2 separate regions of the Anas platyrhynchos genome follow, and region 1 is linked to region 2. Evidence: chromatin contacts called from public Hi-C data. All regions are on one chromosome and are shown on one strand. The core of a region is the stretch at or near the end of the contact, and the rest is flanking DNA. Distances in the headings are between cores, read along the strand shown. Region 1 holds the start of FADD (Fas associated via death domain). Region 2 holds the start of LTO1 (LTO1 maturation factor of ABCE1).

Region 1 (6,013 bases), core at 323-2,822, 270 kb before region 2:
TTGGCTTCAATGTTCAGTTGCACGAGCTTCTGTTCAACTAGGTCTGCCACCAAGTTCATGTTACAGTCTCGAAGACCTTTTATTAAGTCAGTCACCTTTGCATCTTTCCCCTTCCATTTCTGCCACTCTCGAAGTGACTGAACCAATTGTTCCTTCAAATTAAGGGGATTGGCTGCTATTATTCTGTCCATTTTCACTTCAGAAAAGCCAAGTTTCCGCATCAGCATTTTCCATTCTCTCCCAACATTTTCACATATGACTTCAATAGCTACCTTCTGCAGACCTGAAATAGCAAAAACAATGTTAATGATGGATTTCCAAAAGTAACATTAGGTAAGATTTTTATTAAGCAAAATGCTGCTACTTTTGCTGTATTACACACGCTGTATGTCACACCATGTCTGAAAAGCCACTGCATATACCGTGAGGTCCAAGTATATAGCAAACATCCAAGTGACCATCAGGCGTAACAGAAGTAATTTCCACTCCAGCAGGCTGTTTGCAGCATATGCTGCCCTCATGGTACTCTTGCAGGACATAACACTGTCCTCTGGAACAATTAAGTAGCAGAAGCACTGTTAGCAGCGGACTCATCCACAGCAGGCAACCGTGCTCCAAGCAGACCCATGTCTTGATGATGTGTATGTACTTATTGCGATTATTTTGGAAAAAATAAAAAAAAATAATAAGAAAATCCACCTACGTTTTTCATTCACGTCTGGTTGATCTTCAGGTACATTAGCTTCTCCTTCCTCTACAAAATGCTCTAGCCGCGTAACCAAATCTTCTCTTTTAATGACCTTCAGCATCGTTTTGAGAAAGTCCACATCGTGGCTTGATATCACCTGCTGCTCGAGGAGGAAGTTGAAGAGCTCCGTGCCGCTTTGGACAGACTCGAGCTTCCTCTTCCCAATCTTGTCCTGGCAGAGGAATTTCAGTTCTCGCAGCTCCGCGGCCGACAGGCTCGAGGAAAAGGAATGCAGCAGGGTCAGAAACGGGTCCATGGTGCCGAGGCCTAGAGGGGGGCCGGCGCCGGGCGAGACGCGGGCGGCAGGGGAAGGCTGGCGGAGTCCCGCCTCCGCGGGCGGCTTTCGTTCCTGTTTCCGCTGAGCGGCTCCGCGGCACTGCAGGGACGAGAAATGAAACGAAACGAAACGAAACGAAGCGAAGCAAAGCCCGGCCCCCGCCCCGCCGCGACGGCGGAGCGCTGCTGCCCCGGCCCTGCTCCCGCCCGCCGGCAGCCACGAGATGGCAGCAGCGGGCTCCCTGTCAGCCCTAGAAGATGGCGGCCGCCGCCTTGGTGCCGGCCGTTCCGCCCCTCAGGCGGGCCCTGCTGGCGGCGTCTGGCAGCAAAGGGCCCCGCGTGTTTTAAAATAAAGAATTACGAGGAAGCGACCCCATCGCCTGCGGGTGCCCGGACACCTCAGCCCACGGGTGTCAGCAGTCTCCGTGTGGGGTGTTTGGGCTGCGGCTCCTGCTGCCGAGTCGCCCCGCTGAGGTGTCAGAGGCAGGCAGCAGCCTGCTGAGCTCCCTGCCACCCGGTAGTGCCTGAGGCGCTGACAGCACCGAAACGCTGGTCGCCGTGCTCGCTGCCAGCTGGTCTGTTATTAGGAGCCGCACAGTGCTCTAAATACCTCGGAGATTAACTGCCTTGTTATGTGGTACTGAATTAAAAATGTGTGCTTGGAGCCAGGTTTGACGCTGCCCGCCGCCTGCTGCACAAGTAGAGCCAGCTCCCTGCGTCCTGGTTTCGGTTAAGCTGTAATTGTAATGTGTTTGTGCCCAGGTTGGGGGATCTGTAGATTCCCCATTAAACACAGAATTGTTAGCCTTTTCGTGAGAGTTATCACTTCTTTATTTTTTTTACCTACCACCTAAATCTACAAGGGTTATTTTGGAAGCTTTTTTCTTTTTTTATTTTCTTTTTGCAAATGGGGGAAAGGAGACCAATTATTGATGAACAGACTTGACAGACCAAGAAAAGCAGCATCAGAGACCCTTTCCCAAAGAGACACTGCTATTGCCATGGCATCTCTGGCAGCCACCTGGGAAAGCAGCCTCTGCCCTCTACGCACTGCCTCTGCTACCCCCAGAGACCCAAGCCTTAACCAAGAAACACCGGACTTGGCATGTGGGCCTTGTTGCTCACAAAGGTTAATTGTGACAAGAAATAACTTCTGACCTTTAAAACTGAAGTAGGGCAAATTTTAAGTCTCCATGTCTTAAAGCCAATTTTTTAGAAGGTGAAAGGTTGTGAACTTTTCTCGAAAGGGAAAGTTCAAGTTCATGACATTGTTTTGTAGGTCTCCAAAGTTCAGAGCAACCACAGAGGCTTACTGCACAGCATAGATAGGAACAAGGAAAGTCCTGAACTACCTTTGGATTATTCCCGAAACTATCCCATTACTAAGTTGTTCCCAGTGCATCCTTTAATTTATTATTGTTGCAACACACAAACAGAACTTTGGTCCATGCCATAAAGAGATTGCAGTCTCAGATACACGAACTTGGGAGTTATCATTTTCCACATCTCCTTCTCCAGTCTCACATTCCAACTTGAGGAACAACTCCTACTCCCAAAACATTTCTAAAACTCCCACAGGCACAAGCCCTCCTTACATAAAATTGCTAGATTTTCAGCATCCTGTTTCGGTCTGTTACACAGAGCCAGTCTTGCCCATGATCAAGAAAGCCAGTAAGTGGAACTAGCTACATGGATGAAAGCCATTTGTGGACTAAACAAGTTTAAAGCAGATATTATTTTTTTTTTTGAGTCCCTAATTGTTGCAAATTGGAGGGAATTAACTTGTTGCAGGGTCACATAAACTAGGATGAGCTGTTCCTGTATTGAGGGTTGTATTTTCTCTCTGCAGTCCTGAAGATTCTTTAATGTGGAGGAATGAGCATGAATAAAAAAGTGTAGTATGATGCCAAGAAGAAATAGAGTTGCAGTGTGTGAATTAACTTAGAAAGCAGATATAAATCCTAATAACAGCATAAAAAGTATAAAATTCAGTTTAAAATCTCATTTTAATATTGCCAAGAAAAATAACTTCAAAACAAAGTGTGATGTGGAACCAAATCACTTGGCACCCAGCTTGTGCCTGGTGATATTAGCAGGCCAAATTCAGAGACAAGTCTACATGAAGGATGTCTAAATCAGCATAATTTATTCCTTTTTCTCTGTCACTTGACAAGCATCAGCTGGGGTTTGTATGAACTTAGTGGTCACATTCAGCACTGCTATATGAAGATGTGTGAAAGTAATCCTATGTATCAATGTAATTCTCAGGGAGTCTAAATTAATAACAAACATGGAACTAAAAGATATAAATCATCATTTAGTTAAGATATAAATCACCACTTAAATGCTTTTTAATTCACTTCTAATGTCTGGCATAGTGATTTAGTGGCCCCTTTTGTTATATCTGAATCTGGCCTGTTAACTCTACACATTCACAGATGAAAATACCAAAGGAATGTGCTTTCCTCCAGTTATTTCCTTTGAAAGTGGTTTGGGGCAGGGTCAGCAAAGAAAATATTTTCCAGGGTCAACAGATCATAACGGTTCCACATTAGAATAAAATTTAATACAAATGATTTAGTAGACCAGCTCAGATTTCAGTGCGATTTTCCCAGAAATTGAGTGCTATGAATGATCCAGTTCCTCACCACGTAATTTATAGGTTCCTTGAGGCAAGACGATTCCTTCCAAAATGCTGCAGAGGGAGCTCGAGGCTTTGGAGTGCTCAGTGCTGAGCTTTTTGACTTGATTTCCACTGAAAGAGCAGGACAACGAGAACAAAATGATTCATTTCTGCCGATTCTTCAGAAAGGTGTCGGTCACCAGGACATACAGGAACAAACACACATTTAGGGAGTGTGGAAGTGAAGCAGCAAAGCATGGAGCTGCCTTTCTCAGGGGCTGTGCACAGCCACAGTGTGTGAATATGTGTCGAGTAGCTGACAACTCTCGGGTTGCTTGCAAGTATTCACGATTTATTAAACTGCTTTAAAAAGCAGTGAGTTAGTCTACATGTCTTGAAGAGTAAGAATGTTGTGACAAAATGTTTGTGGCTGTCCTGACTGTAGGTGATTTACAGCAATTTGCGTAGAATTTTTGGAAGATGCTTTGTGCTTTCCAGCCAAGGCAAATTAAATTTTTGGTTGCCCTTCTTCTTTATTCTGGAATCAGTGTAATCTTCTACACAGCTGTGGAAATGTTTGACAGTTTCTCCAGGAGCTCTAATCTGATCCAATGTAATCTGATTTGCTATTAGTGCTCATTACCAAGTGTATGAGTGTTTGAGTCCAGCTTTGATGACTCTGTTTTCTCAGTAATAGTACTGTCAAGCAACTTATTCTTGATATGACAAATAGCTTTCTGTAAATATTAATAGCTTGCCCTCTCTTTTCAGCCAGTCCCTCTTCTGTAACAAGGGATGTGCATGTAGTGTACTGTTGACACAGAAGAACTACTTTTAAACCAGCTATTTTGGGTGCTGGTTGCAACATAGCTATTTCAGCACACTAAATAGTGTGGTCAAATCAGAGATAGTAGCACAGATATTCAAAGAAATTACTCTCCTTTTTGAGGCCCACAGCAAGGGTTACACACAGAGGTACAGTTTCCAGTGTTCTATTTATTTACTTTTTTATTTATTGCTTTGCTTTTGTTTTTAGCTACATACCTGCTGCTTTGTATGTATTTTGCTTAGCTTTGGTAAGTTTGGACTTTATGTCACTGCTATCAGGTCAGTCCTGTCCCATCAGAGCAAAGCTCAGCTCCTGGGCCTGTAAGATGCAAACAATGTGCTTCTGTAGGAATTCCTACAATCTGTTTTTTCAGAGCAGAGGGGTGTGAAAGTCTCCATGGATCTCGACTATATCTTTACAGACTTGTGAAGGACTATTACTGATATTGTAATTGATTTGAATAATAAACAGGATGACAAGATGGTCAACAGGTGTTTTCAGATCTGAAAACTGTAATCTAATTAAGGAAAGCTTGATGTTCTACTGCTGTTTACAAGCTGCTTGTAGGTACTTGCTAGATTGTCTGGGATGACTGTCGGGGGTGAGGAGGAATTACCAAAGGCATATTTGTTTCATTTTTTAGCAAATGGAAGCAAAAAGGTGAATATCCATATGGTGGGCGTGGCATCAAAATCCAAAGCATTCCATCATTGTAAGATAAATCTATGTTCTGCTGGATACCATACAGGTGGATGGCATGGTGCTTTGAAAAGCCCTGCTGCTAGAGAGGGGAGCACCCTAGCTTTTTTGACTAGGTAATGAAAAATGTGGTGGGATGCAGTTCCTAGTTGCCTGCATCCACAGAAATCAGAGTACTTAGGTGATACCTTCTTTATGAATGAAGCAGCTTTGGTAACTTTCCTAACATAACAGACAATTCAGTAACAACCCAGGGAGAATTTTAAATTCTCATCCCGGACAGTATTGAAAAACAGGTTGGACAAACTTCTTGGTGTAGACTAGATATATTTAATCTTGTCTCAGTACTGAGAAACTGTCTATCTCTTGAGGTTCAGTCATTTGTACGCTTCTTTTATTATAACCTCCATTATCTCTCAAGGGACTTAAGAGCATCTCAGTTTCTCTTTATTGTTTTCAGGTTAAGAGCAGTAATAAAAAAATGCAAAGCACTCCCTACTAATTTAATTAGGCATTGATTTTATTTTTTTGTATATTTTATATTTTATTATTTATTTATTTATTTATTTATTTTTATATTTGTTTGTTTTTTACTCTGTGGTAAATAAACTGACTTCCCTTAAATTTCTTAACCAACCTATTCCATGCCTCACATCTATTGTCTGCAAAATCATAAAACATGTTTCCAGCAAAGAAAAAAAAAATATATATATATATATTTACGGTGAATGAATTGAACTGTCCATATTTCCTTGTCAGAGATTACCTCTTTGTTGCTATACTGTCTCACTTAGAAGGAAATGCTCTCTAGTACAGAAACTGTTTGTGAAGAGACTTA
Region 2 (5,765 bases), core at 545-3,044:
GCCATTAGACACCTGACTCGGTCAGGAACTTGGTGTGCAAAACCTTTGAACACCATTGTCTTCGGTTCTGTGGGAATGCAAACAGCACCACCACCGCGCACGTTTTTGCTCTGCGCTATGTGAGCCTTGGCTGGCCACCATCTCTCAAAGACAGTAAGGCAATTGCCAGGCTTTCCTTTGCAGGAGTAGGTTTTACAGCTGTAAAGGGTTTTAAAAGGTCAGGTGTCAAATGTCTCCTTGTGAAGTCTCAATTAGAAGCTATGATGTGTAAATACGAGTTGTAAGAGTAGTGAGAAAGCTATAGAAAAGGAGATACTGGGCATCTCCATTTCCACTCTGGGGAAGTGTGAAGAGCTGTAAAACCTTTATTCAGGAACCGAAGTATCAGTGTTACCCCTGCTCCAAGTACTGAAACTATGTTCATGGAAACCCTGGGACAAGGAGAAGGACTTGTTCGTTTAATAATAATAAAATAAATGTACTTTCTTTTCTCCAAAAATGTATGATAGCCAACCCTCCTTTCAGGCGGCATCAGATGTGATGAAAGCAGAGATACGTTTGCCTTGGAAGCAACTGGAAGTGGGAAAAACACATCATTTAGACTCTGAATTACGGGTGACTTTGTGACTGTCCAGGCATACAGCAAGTTTCTCAGGAACCCTGACAGATGAAATGGATTGCTGAGAACACGTAAGAATACCCCAAAATGAGAGCAGTGTTTGGTAGACTTCTTGCTAGAATACTGTTATATTTGCAACATAATGAATCAATCCACCTACCTACTGAGATCAAAGCCCTTGCTTTGCATTAACTTCCAAAGATATAAATTGTAGTCATTAGCTTTGGAGTTACTTTATATTTCCACTGGCATCATATGGTTAGTGAACAATACGTGTTTGTGATTGTGAGACAGTACAGTAGATACACACCTTGCAAACCTTCAGTGATTTAATTTCACGTAATGTCCATCGACACCTAAGCATTAAATTAATGCAGAAAACGAGCTGGCTGACTGACTGCAGTCACTCCTTACAAATCAATATAGCCTGTTGCGATGGAGCATTTTTAATGAACAGTGATTGGTGCATCTCGTTAGCTAAACCTTTACTAGTATGAATTTGATTTTGCTCTAGTGGTTTTATTTATTCTGTAGACACGTCTCAGGACCTCGGAGCCGTCTATTCAATCCCCTGCCTGTGTTTGTCTCAGAGGCTAACAGACCGGCTGTACCGCTGTGTGGATTGGTGTCCGCAGAGCCACACATTTCATGAAATGTCTCAAGTCTAATTACCTGAAGAACCAATAAGTTAGCGTATGTATTTATAAATAAGGACAAATGTTTTGTTTTACCAGTGTTCATTTGTAACAATAAGTGAATGTTGTAATAGACCGGCATACTAACGGTTGGCCATCTAACTACATAAAAAATACACTAATTGAAAGTCGAAAGCGTCTCGGATCCAAACAAAAGGGGCTTGTGGTAGTTTCCACAACTCCTTCTGTCAGGAGTTAGCCGTACTGGTCGCTGGGTGCATGACTTGGTGTTTGCCAACCGCCAGCCAGGCTGACAGGAAAACAAACGCAAGCTGCGCCATCCAGAAACCAGGCTGCTGGCATAACTTAACGCACAGTAAGGATCCATCCCGCTATTGTCACGGGAGGGAGGCGCAGCTCGCCCACAGCTCCCTATTCCCTTTCCCCGTCCCACCCCGCTCTGTCAGCGGCGCGCTGCCGCCCCCTGCCGCCTCAGGGCCGGCGCGGGCCGTTGGTGCTGGCGGCGGCCGTTAACCGTGCGCTTCCCGCGCGCGGCCCCAACGGCTCGCCGTCCGCTCCCGGCCTGCCGCGCGCCGCGGGGCCGCGCTGAGGGAGGGCTCTGGCGGCGTCATGGCGGCCGCCGCGGCCCCGGGGCCCGGCCCGGACATGTTCGAGGAGATCGTGATGGCCGAGCACAGGTAGGGCAGCCCCTGCCTGGCGTCTGAACGGCAGAAAGTGAAGTGGGAACCAGCGTCAGAAACCGTCCGTGTGTGTGTGTGTCCGCAGGTTCCACGGCGAGGGCTATCAGGAGGGCTACGCCGAAGGCCGCCAGGCTGGGGCTGCTGAGGGGAGGAGGCACGGGGCGCGCCACGGGGCCAGGGTGGGCGCCGAGGTAAGGGGGAAGGCGCCTCAGGTCGCGGGGCTGGGGGCTGTGTCGCGAGGAAACTGTTAAATAGGCTTTTTTTTTTTTTTTTAAAGTTTATTTGATCCCATTTTGATTTATTTTTTTTTCTCCTGAAAGGAAGGATAAGAGAGAAATCAAATAAACATGCTCGAGACAAATTGTATATGTTGATTTCTTTAACCCAAAATTTAACCCCCGGACCATCCTCTGTGGTTCAGCATTAGGGAAAACCATGCGGTGTTGGCTCTTCACCCAAGTCACTTTCCTCCAACAGGACAATTCTGGTTGTCTGTGTTTTACTCTCTGCTACTTCTAACATTGGGAGAGTTTGTCAGGTGAATATTGCTACTGGCAGAACAGCAGCAATTATGTTAATCCATTATGAAGTGAAATCGGTAAACCCAAATTCTGAAAGGATGGTTATTATAAAATTTTGGTTTACACTTGGTGTGATACAGAGATATATAGTGATGAAATATTTTCCTAGTGATGCTACAGCTCTGAAGTTCTAAGAAAACAGCATTGAACAGCAGCTTCTAAATACAGATGGCTGTATGCAAAACTGTCCTGTGTAGGCCATGATATAGGAGAAGTGCACTGATCTACTTATGTTGGGAAGTTCCTGAAGAGACTAAAATTGTAGATAGGGAGTCATGTGAAGGGATGAATTGGGCAGTTTTTGAACTGTCAGCCGTGAGCAGAACTACAGTACTGATCTGACAGGGGCCTTGCTTGATAGAGAATTAAATTAAGATGTTACAAATAAAACGTTTGTTATCCATCATATCTTTTAGGCGGTATTGGACACAGTATCCACTAGGGCTCAAGCAGAAGATTGTGCCCCTGTGGTAGGGCGCTGCTAATTCTGCTGAGCATACCGCTGTGAAGCGTCCAAGGGCACATGTCTCCAGCCCGCAGCAGCTTGGTGCAGCTAGGTACCAAGTCTGTGGGTTGTCTCCACCTACCTGGAGACTCCAAGCAGTTTTGGTGCACGCAGGTGAAATTGCCTCACTTCAAATATGCTTAAGCACTAAATGAAATGTTAAGTCCCAAACCCACGTTTGAGCCTTAAAATAAATAAATAAAATACACGAAGTAACAAAAGTTGATCTGTGTACCATATCAAACATAACTGCCAGGAGACTGGTATTCCCAAACATTCTTGCTTTACTCTGAAGTGGTTTTAAGGTTATGGGAACTTCCAAGTTAAACTATGTTTACTACGTTTAAATGGCAGGTGTATGCACATGTGGACTGAAGTGGGATTAGGCTATAATTTTGGACTTAACTACCTTGAAGTCAGCTCACTTATGTTTTAAGTGTCTGTGTTGTTTTTCTGAGAATGCTAAATCATTTTAGAAAGAGACTCCAGCTGACTTACAAGCTGGTGCATTGAAGAACATATTCTTATTATATTCCAGTATATTCCTATTTGATTACAGTTGTAATGAAAAGCTCTCTGGCAGCAAGACTGGCTTAGTCAGCTTCCTGTGCTTCTTTCTGATTCTGTGCTACCCTCATGAGTTAGGCTAGTAACATTCTTTGCATATTAACTCAGAAAAAATGTGTTTTCCTGTTTGGTTGACTTGGCTGCTCCCTCAGCCAAGCTGGTACAGCTTTTTCTGGGGCTGTACAGGAGCTGCTTAAGCTGACACTGCTGCAAAAACACATACTTACCAAAGCATCTTAAATAGGTTGTTTCTGAATTATTTCCCTACTGCCATACATCAGTTTCATAAATTTTGAGGTTCAGAGGGTGTCAATATGGATAGTGTTTTGCAGGACTGCTGTTCATGCTGCATTTTAAATACTGTTTTCATCTGATGCTAAACAGATTTCTTACAAGAAGTGTTCTGACTGTTGTACTGGGTAACACAGATATCCCTCATTCATCTTACCCTAATTTATTGAGCTTTTCAACATGAAATGTGTTTGTATAGGCAATAAATTGTTTCCTGAAGAGTGGGATATAATGTAGTACTGTTTGTATACATTTGTTTAATGATTTGTATGCATATGTTTATTTTTTTCATGGTATTCTTATAAATTCCTAGATCGGCAGCTACCTTGGCTTTGCACTGACCTGGCAGTGTCTGCTCAGCAAATGCACAGATGAAAAGAACAGGTAAGGTTTAAAAAAAAAAAAAAAAAAAGGTTCCTTCAATAGTTTTTCAGATTATTCAAATTATATTGTTCAGTTTTGCCTTCTCCCAAGTTAAAAAAATATATATATTGAAAACCAGAAGGGTGAGCAGAGATTTGTTGGGATTATATCCTATTCTGGACCATGTGATACTGAAAAGAGGATAAGGGAACTTGGTTTCTTCACGCTAAAGAAGAAAAAACAAAGGAGATAGCTAATTGTACTACATAAAGGGAAGTCCTAGAGACTTATTCTTTGCAGTAGTGTGCAAAGGATAATAAGCACCTTTCACAAGCTGAAACTATTGAATTTCTGATAGGGTGTAAAGAGAAAACCCTTACCAGTGTGAGCAGCTAAGCAGTTTGACAGGTTGACCAAGTTGACAACAGAAGTTCCATCGTTGTAGATTTTTCAAAGTATGTTTGGAGATGGTACCAAGCAACTTTCTCTGGCCTTAAAGTTAGTCCTGCCTTGGGCGGAAGGTAGGCTAGATGACCTAGGCTAGACTTCCTTTCCAACCTATATTTTTCTATGACATCCATTCTGTTATCTGTATGGAAAGTAATATGAGCTTATGAAATGTTAGTAACACCACTTCAGCATCAGAAAGAATCAAGTGTACTGACCACTCATAGACCTTTTCTAACTAAAAAGGTATGATAATTGTTAAAAGGGTGACATGTTAATAGCTAAACAATATTATTGATTAAAAATTAGAATTCTTCTTCGGGGTGGAAGTATTGAGATCATACAAAATCAAGTTATCTTGCACTGCGCTTTTACTGTGTGGTTTATATACCTGAAGGTAGTGTATGTTTTAGAGGTGTATCACAAATAGATCTTGCTACATTTCTTTTGCTCCCATCTTCTCCCCTCATTTTTTTTTCATTACCTCTGTGTTTTGCTGCACAGGTGCATATACTTCCATGCATTGATTACTTTCCTTTAGAATAACCTAATCTTTTATTTTATGTCCAGATTTGATTAATTTATTTGAAAGAATTGCCACCATGCTTTCAGCTATCTTGACATGTATTCTGGTGAACTTTTTTATTGCATTTCTTTATTTCACTCAGTCATGTTTCTTGAATATATCTTCATTTTTGGCAGGTAAGTTAAAAACAAAACATTACATTTGTCAGTTGTGCTACAGTTTAATTTCTGAGTTAAATGAGGGAGGTTGAAAGAAGGATGGAAGACTGGATTCTATGCCCTGAATTATAAAATACTGGTATCATTTTCATACTGACAGAGAACTTCTATAGCAGGCTAATTTTTATTATTGTGTTTTGTTTTGTAGTAAAAAGAGAAAGGCTCTGGATTCATTAATAGGAATGATTCAGAAGTTCCCGTATGAAGACCCCACTTATGAAAAGCTTCAAGAAGATCTGGAAAAAATCAGAGGAAAATTTAAACAGGTTTGTAAGATCAAGTTGGTATTTTTAGAACAAAATAGTATTAATT

Evidence for each region. Hi-C and Micro-C count contacts between places; a contact is called where the count stands out from the background.
Region 1: a contact with region 2 is called in a Hi-C map of subcutaneous adipose tissue, with 3 times the contacts expected there. The contact joins the promoter of FADD here to the promoter of LTO1 in region 2. A contact is called at or near these places in 2 of 8 Hi-C or Micro-C datasets (liver and subcutaneous adipose tissue).

Annotation. Positions count from the first base shown.
Region 1 is chr5:48,078,934-48,084,946 of IASCAAS_PekinDuck_T2T, reverse strand. FADD (Fas associated via death domain) reads right to left here and starts at 1,572. Exons shown (of 2, transcript XM_005022778.6): 1 at 704-1,572; 2 at 1-283. The coding sequence starts at 1,004.
Region 2 is chr5:47,808,919-47,814,683 of IASCAAS_PekinDuck_T2T, reverse strand. It overlaps LTO1 (LTO1 maturation factor of ABCE1), which reads left to right and starts at 1,794. Exons shown (of 8, transcript XR_011809772.1): 1 at 1,794-1,952; 2 at 2,041-2,146; 3 at 4,213-4,283; 4 at 5,602-5,719.